Linked DNA regions of Canis lupus: region 2 is linked to region 1. Evidence: chromatin contacts called from public Hi-C data. All regions are on one chromosome and are shown on one strand. The core of a region is the stretch at or near the end of the contact, and the rest is flanking DNA. Distances in the headings are between cores, read along the strand shown. Region 1 holds the start of HECTD3 (E3 ubiquitin-protein ligase HECTD3). Region 2 holds the start of PTCH2 (protein patched homolog 2).

The links. A called contact is a pair of places that touch in the nucleus more often than the background predicts.
Region 2: a contact with region 1 is called in a Hi-C map of amygdala, with 5 times the contacts expected there. The contact joins the promoter of PTCH2 here to the promoter of HECTD3 in region 1. A contact is called at or near these places in 3 of 9 Hi-C or Micro-C datasets (amygdala and blood).

Annotation. Positions count from the first base shown.
Region 1 is chr15:15,408,723-15,412,901 of UU_Cfam_GSD_1.0, reverse strand. It overlaps HECTD3 (E3 ubiquitin-protein ligase HECTD3), which reads right to left and starts at 1,272. Exons shown (of 21, transcript XM_038558250.1): 1 at 841-1,272; 2 at 522-682; 3 at 192-284; 4 at 1-112. The coding sequence starts at 1,209. It overlaps UROD (uroporphyrinogen decarboxylase), which reads left to right and starts at 3,431. Exons shown (of 9, transcript XM_038558251.1): 1 at 3,431-3,550; 2 at 4,140-4,179. The coding sequence starts at 3,531.
Region 2 is chr15:15,579,072-15,582,948 of UU_Cfam_GSD_1.0, reverse strand. It overlaps PTCH2 (protein patched homolog 2), which reads right to left and starts at 1,759. Exons shown (of 24, transcript XM_038558255.1): 1 at 1,576-1,759; 2 at 936-1,128. The coding sequence starts at 1,647.

The DNA.
Region 1 (4,179 bases), core at 23-2,522:
CTCCACATACTGCTTCACGCTACCCAGGTTCTCATCCTCCTTGCCCAGGTGGTCGTACAAGAAGTGGATCAGGTCCTCGTCGCACTCGTAGGTCCACGTCGGGGGCACATAGCTAAGCAACCCCAAGTCCCTAATTAGGTCAGGCCCGGACCCGGAGGTTCTTCCTCCCTATCCCACTCCGGTTCACTCACAGTAATCTTTGTACAGCTTCCGTGTACGCCTCGGCTGGCCGGGGCCTTGATCCAAGGCGGTGAGAATATGTCAGGTCCACCACCTGTTCCCATCTGCGGGCACAGAGTAGGGGATGGGACCGGGAGGCCTCGGCGGTCAACAGGACACCCCCGGAGAGCTGCCCCCAGCGTTGACTCTCCCCAACCGTGCCTCCAGAAGCTCCACCCCAGGCCCATTCAGGGCCCGCCCCTTCCTCTCCTCATCCCAGCTCCCAGCCGGTGCCAGGCTAGTTTCCGACCCTTCCGGGCCGTGCCGCCGAGCAGCCAGCCTCGGCCTTTCCAGTGCAGGACCTGAGCACCGGTCGGTAGTCCACGCCGAAGAGCTGCTGCTGCCGCTGGAGGTGGTCTGGGGTGTCGATGGGTACGAGGCGGGCCCCGCCCTCCGCCGGGCGGCACACCAGCAGCCAGCCCTCGTTCAGCCCGCAGTCGCCCAGGTGTTCCGCCAGCTGCTCCTGCCGAGACGCGCACGCTGGGGACAGCCGTCGGGGCCCTGCCCAGCGGCCGGCCCGCCCTGCCCTGCCCAGCCCCAGGCAAAGGACGCGGAACCGCGCGAGCGCCGTGCGGGGGATGGGAGGGGAGCCGCGTGGGGCGCCCCCGGCGCGGGCGGTACCTTGGTCAGCTTCACCCACAGCCCGTGGCCGTTGCACAGCTCCTCGCCGGTAGTACGCACGCAGGCGCCGCGCCGGAGCTCAATGCTGTCGCGGGCGGCGCGGAGCGGCCCGGAGCCGGTTCCGGGGGCCGGGCCCGCGGCTCCCACACGCAGCCCCAGGCCCTCCGCCTCCCACACCGGCAGCAGCACGCGCGACGGCCCCGCCGGGTCCTTGTAGAGCTTGTAGAGCACCTCGCGTGGCACGAAGGCCAGCGCCGCCGGCAGCGGCCGTCCTGCGCGGAGGCTCTGCGCCGCCTCTGCCAGGAAGCGCACGCGGCCCAGCAGCTGCCGCGGGGACTCGAGAGCCGCGCCCGGGCCGGGACCAGCCATGGCGAAGCGGCAGACCAGAGCCCGCGGCGGCCGTCCGGCTCCGGGAGCCGCCGCCGCCGAGGCCGACCGAGCTTCCCACCGCCTGCCCCGCCTGCGCCGTAAGTCCTGGACTAAAGGCACCCCGCGTGCTCGCCGTATTACCCTGTGTACTCGGATACGTCAATGTGTTACAAACCGATGTGCCTCCTACTCAGCCAACCAAACCCAAGTCCAGTAGTCTCTGGCTGATCGGTCTCTCCCTGTCTATCCTCATTGCTGCTGCCGTTTTTTACTCTCATCGAACCACCATCCTATCTAGCCTGGATCATTGCAACAGCCATTTTTCTGGCTCTCTGCCCTCTTGTTTTTTTTGCCTTCCCACCGCGAGTGCTAGACATCCTCTCAGGCTCCTCCTCATCCTAGGGATAGTGGTGCTAAAATGTTTGGGAGAATAATCCCCTCCTCGGGAGTCTTGAGTGGTTCGGGCTTCATCCCGGCGGCTACTCCTAATTCTAGGGCACTGGTGATCATGTTCCAATTTCTCTCAGTAATTCTGAACCAGATGAGAGGAAAGGTCTGATGTGGGAAGATAGGTTCAAGGTGGCTAGATAGGATGGAGGCAAAAACATGGACAGGAGCTGTTGATGAAGTATAATCATGGGGGAAAAAGGAAACTTTGTCTCCCCTGCAAACAGTTTTAAAAATGTTTTATTGGGATGTAATTCATACTCCATATAAGTCACTCATTTGAAGTGTACAATTCAGTGGTTTTTGATATATTAGTTTTTTAAAATTGTGATAAAATAAGTGCAACAAAATTTTTGCCATGTTAACCATTTTAAGAGTACAATTACCTATTTCCAAGACTTTCTCATCACTCCAAACAGAAAGGCTTTCTCTTTAAGCAGTAAAGAACTGCAATAAATTAAAAAAAAAATGGCTGCCATGGTAAACTCCAGTCTACTTTCTGCCTCTATGAATTAGCCTATTCTAGATATTTCATAAATGGACCCATATAATATTTGTCTTTTAGGGTCTGTCTTATTTCACTTACAATAGTATCACAACAATATGATAGCATGAATTGAACTTAATTCCTTTTTATGGGTTGACTAATAATCCCTTTTACCTATACCCCATTCATCTGTTGATGGACACTTGGATGGAAACTTTGTTTTGATATAGTTTTCAAATAATCAAAGTTACCAAGAAAGAAATAATATATGATCTCATATCATTTTGACAGTTTCCCCCTTTTTCTTTTCTTCCTAGTAAGTTGGGAACATAGTGCCCCTCTTCTCTTCTCTCTGAGCTATTTGTATGCTACCATGCTTCTACGGAATAAAGTGGACACATTACTCTAACGAGGGCCCCCAGGACCTGGACCCTGAAGACATCTAGAGTCTCTTTAATTCCACTAGGTTGATTTTTCTGGTTTCCGTAATAGCCATTTGTTCTTTTGCATCTTCTCTTTGCACGTGCTATTCCCTCTGCTTGGAACACCTCCACCGCTTTCCCCAGTTAAGGGAGGAGCCCTTGCTGTCTAGCTTTTTACTCTTAAAACGTTTACTATTATGATTGCTGATCCACCAGTCTGTAGCTCCTTAAAGGAAAGGGCTGTCTTGGTCATCATTGTAACTTCTGCACCAACTATAGTGCTAGCCTTAGTAGGTAATATATATTTTTAAAGATTTATTTATTCTAAAGAGAGAGTTGCCTGGATTTCGGACACATGAGTGGGGGGAAGGGCAGAGGGAGAGTCTCCCAAGCAGACTTCAGGAGGAGTGTGGAGCCCCACTGAGGGGAGGGGGAGATTACACCACCCATTAGATCATGACCTGAGCAGAAATCACAAGTCCCACACTTAACTGACTGAGCCACCCAGGTGCCCCAGTAATATAAGTATTTGATGATTTCATTTCCCTGTGCAGCTTGGTTCCTTAATCCACTGTGTGTCTGGTTGCTAGGCATAAGGTTATTAGAATCATGAGGCATGGGAGTAAAAGTGAGTGTTAGGCCGAAACTTCGGGATTTCCAGGTCATCAAAGGAGAGGAAGGTCCTGATGAGACCGAAAGGCGTAGTTATAGCGGAGTTCTTGGCCGGGGGTGGGGGGTGGGGGTGTTGCTGCGACGCTACAGCGGTCTTTACGGTGCAGAGAGGTAGTGGGGGTCCTCCGGGCAGCAGCTGGGGCAGCCCAGGAGCGTTTGCCGGGATCTGATCATGTGACTTTCAGCATGGCGGCGGCCTTGGCTCATTGCAGGAAGGGGTGGAGCCTGATCTCAGACTATGCTCCGGTTGAGGTTACAGCGAGGACTGCGCTCGCAGTTACCGAAGGCTTATCATGGAGACGAACGGGTTGGGGTGAGTTCTCTGCACCACGCCGGATGGCCAGTCTTCCAACTCAGGAATATGTCCCTATACCCCTTTCCCAGCCTGGAGAGCTCCCAATCTGACTCCAGTCTCTGGAATCCCGAGTCCTCCACCCATGGATTCCCGAGACTTTTACTGAGGGTTTGCCGCTAGGCCTTTCTAATCCTCAGTTAGGATCCGTATTTTGGAACCGTCTATTCTGATTCCTCATTCACTGTCCCCAGCTTGGGGACCTACCAGCTTCCGAGCTAGCCCATTGATACCCCCCGTTCCTGACATTTCTGATCCAAAGACCCCGATCAATCCTTACTGGACTTTCATTCTGCCCTTCCCCCAGTCTCTTTGAGCTTGGGGAAGTTGGGACTGTGTGGGAGATAGAGGCCCCAGCGCGGGCCCTTCTAGTCTTGTGCACTATCTGATAGGCAGGGAGGAGGCGGAATGGGTGGGGAGTCCCACTTAGAAGCTGGCCTGGAGAAGGCAGATAGTGTGGTGCAGTGAATCCGCCTTAAGAACCTGGGCCTTCCCCAACCCCTGGCCTAGCTTACTGACACCTACCACCTCTGCCCATCCTGATCTCCAGATCCCAGGGTTTTCCAGAGCTGAAGAATGACACGTTCCTG
Region 2 (3,877 bases), core at 510-3,009, 170 kb before region 1:
GGGGTAGGGGTGGGGATGGGGTGTGAGAGCCTAACAGGCAGGCAGGCAGGCTCCAAGAAACATCTGCTCTGCATCCTAGGGCTTGCCAGCATTTGAAATAACTCAAGGGTGTGAGACTCTAACCTGGCCCTGCCTTTGGGTGTGGGCCAGGGCTGGGGGAGGTTTGGGGGAACCCACAAATGCAGATTTCCCAGGAAAGAACAGAGGAGAGGGTGACTCTAATCAAGGGCCAGCATATGACACTGAGCCCCTGGACAGGGGAGTTATGCTAAAATTATTAATAAGAAATCATTTTTATCTAATGATTCCATTAGGAAGTGAGGATTTGGTTGCATTTGACATCGCTGTTGCCTCAAAGTGTAGACCCGGTACCATTTTTTTTTTCCCCACTAAATGGTTGTAGGGGGCCTAGGTGCATGGGACTCTAGGTGCATGGGACCTCTCCACTGAGGCCTGCCAGCAAATTTACTCAGTTTCCCCATCCCAGTTGTAATTTTCTTGATTCTCCTGGTCAGGTGTGATCTCTCCCTGCCTCCTCTTCTTCTTCATCATAATCATACTCTGCTCTATATTCTATGGTGTATTTTATCCCAGCACATATTTTACTTTCCTTGCTACCGAAAGATCTTGGCCGTCTTTGCAAACCCTGCCATGTAGTAAAAAATATACATAAAAAGTTGGCAAGAATTGCTAAATAAACAGACACACAAACTCACAGATAAACTATTCTATATACCTATTCTCAGGACTCCCCCATCAGCAGATGTCTATTTACAGGTGTAAGAGGGAGCTACTCCCAGATGCCCAGGTTCTGGCGGGCAGGTACCCTCCCCAGACCCAGAGCTGAGCCCACTAGAACTTGGCCGCCAGGTCCTCACCCTGCTCTTGTTTGGGGCTCACCATACCCAAGTCCATGACTAGTGTCCACAACTCACCTTCCACCCAGAGCTGTTCTAGGTCTGTCTCAACGATGGCCACGCGAAGACCCAGTGCCAGGGCTCCGAAGGCCAAGAGGCCCAGGAAGAGCACTTTGCCACAGTGTCTCTGGATCCCGCAGCCCAGAGAGAAGAGCAGGCCCTGGAAGTAAGCGCGAAGCCAGAGTGGAGCCTTCAGGCTCCCGGCTGGGATCTGGGATGGAGAGAGAAGGGTCAGCCAGGCATTACCGCAACGATGCATGAACTCCCCCCCTCCCCCCCCCCCCCCCCCCCCGCCCCTTTCTCCTTAGGGACACCCTCTGCCAAGCCCCAGGTTCTTGGCTTCTGGATGCAGGACAGGTGGGACCTACACGGACACAGGCCCAAAGCTGGAAAAGATCTGACTCTATTCCTAGCCTCCACCCAATACACACCCCAGGAAAGCGCAGGTCGTCTCCTGAGAGGAGGACACACACGCACACGTCTGTTCTCAGGTGGACAGAGGGGAGACCCAGACACCCTCACGGGGCAGATGCCCAGGAGGCGCAGAAGCGCGCGCACGCTTAACCGGGGCTAGAGCCCTGCACTTGGGCGACATCACACCTTGCGGAGTGACAGACCCGGGCCCAGGGTCTCTTCCCCCGGCTTCCCCTCCACTCACCTGGGGCGACGTGGCTCGAGCTGGGGGTGTATAGCCAGGGGGCAGCTCCTGGAGCGGCGGCGGCCGGGCCATGCCGGCGGGGATGGGGGGCGTGGGCGCCCCCAACCCGCGTTATCTGGGATTCCCCATAAGCCGGCCTCGGACCCCTGCCCGGGAGCCCCGCGTCGGGGCCCGCGGGGTGGGTGAGCGGCGGGGGCGGGGCGGGGCGGGGCGGCGGCGGGGGCGACGGGCCCGGGCGCAGGCACAGCTACCGGCCCGCGCCGGGCCGCGCCGCTGGAGGTGGCGAGCGCAGTGCGGAGGGGAGGCGTCCCTGGCTGCAGAAAAAGGGAGCGGGCCGGGACGCCGCCCTCCGATTGGCTGAGGGTCCGCAAATTACCCGGGGCCGCGCGGCAGGATCCGCTGCTAGGCGACGGCGCCGCGGGGGGCGGGGCGGGAGACCACCCAGGCAGGGCGCCCCCGCGCCTCGCTGCCGGCCGCCCGCGGGGGCCCCGGGGAGCCGCGGGGAGGGGATCCCGGGAGGCGCGGCGCTGGCCCGGCGGCGGCCAGGAGGCGCCAGAGCGGAGAAGGGGGATCTGCTGGCCGACCCAGCCGACGCCCCAAGACTTCACCCTTTTCTGCTTCCATTCCTGCCCCTACTGTCCGGTCTTTGCCGAGGCCAGACCCATCCCTCTCTAAAACGCAAATATGACGATAGCTCCCAAGTACAGAGCACATTTGGAGCACGGAGCCCTGCGCGATCTAACGCCTGCTCTCTGTAGTTCCTTCACACCCACCCAATGGTCCTTCCAGCCCCGCAGAGTTAGATGTAACTTCCTAAAGGCATCATGCTGTCGCAGGCTTCTCTGCCACTGGACGCGTCGTGGCCCTGTTGTCTTGGAAGGCAACCTTCAAAGCTGAACAGAAACCAACCATCCCTCTTTAAAAACAAAAAGATTTTATATATTTATTCACGAGGGACACACAGAGAGAGGCAGAGACATAGGCAGGGGGAGAAGCAGGCTAGATCCCAGGACCCAGGATAATGACCTGAGCCAAACTCAGACGCTCAACCACTGAGCCCCCCAGGCCCCCTCCAATCATCCCTTTGAAGCCTTCCTGGATTCACACCTCCCACCTGATAGTTGCTGCTTTCATTGTGCTCCTTATAACACACTACTTATTATTGCATTTATAACACAACTTATGTACTTGAAAGCCTGCCTCCCTCACTAGACAAGAAGTAGGTGCTCAGTAATGATTGAGTGACTCACTGAGAGTTGCAGAAACCAGAGCGGAAAGGACAGGAAACAGGGAACAGTTCCTTTATTAAATTTTCATCAACTATTCTGAGTATTGTTTCTGCCAGGTTTCTGAATGATTAACCCTGAGTGGTAGAGGAGGGTAAAGTCAACATTTTAACATGTAAGACTTGGAAAAGAGAAAAATAATCTTCAATAAACTCATTACTCTAACACAACTACTACTTTCTCTGGCCAATTTCTTGGTCAATTCTTCCAGACTTGTTTATCATTACATCATTAACATTTCATGTTACTACATAGTCTTTGTATCAGTCATTTGGAGAACGTCCTTAGGACACATTCCCAGAAGTGAGGGTGTTGGGTCAAAAAATATGAACATTTTTTACAGCTCTTGCTACACATTACCAAATTGCTTTTTGAAAATGTGTCCATTAACATTATTTTCGTTTATTTTCTTTTTTTTAAAGATTTTATTTATTTATTCACGACAGAGAGAGAGGCAGAGACACAGGCAGAGGGAGAAGCAGGCTCCGCCTAGGAAGCCTGATGTGGGACTCGATCCAGGGGCTCCAGGATCATAGTCTGGGCTCAAGGCGGCGCTGAACCGCTGGGCCACCGGGGCTGCCCTATTTTCGTTTTTTTTTTTATAAAGATTTTATTAATTAACATTATTTTCAGAGCCTTAGTCCTGTGGAAAGGGAAACTTTACGCTGAGGGGATTAACACCTAACAGGTTTGTGACATCTATTGGTCCACTCGTCCAGCCTATAGAGGAAATAACACATGTATGAGGCTGTTGGCCAGTAGTAACTACACATTGAAAGCAGCACATTTGGGACGCCCAGGTGGCTCAGCGGTTTGGCATCCGCCTTCAGCCCAGGGTGTGATCCTGGAGACCCGGATCTGTATCTCTCATTAATAAAATTATTATTTTTTAAAATTTATTTATTCATTCATGAGAGACACAGGGAGAGAGAGAGGCAGAGACACAGGCAGAGGGAGAAGCAGGCTCCATGCAGGGAGCCCGATGTGGGACTTGATCCCAGGTCCCCAGGACCAGC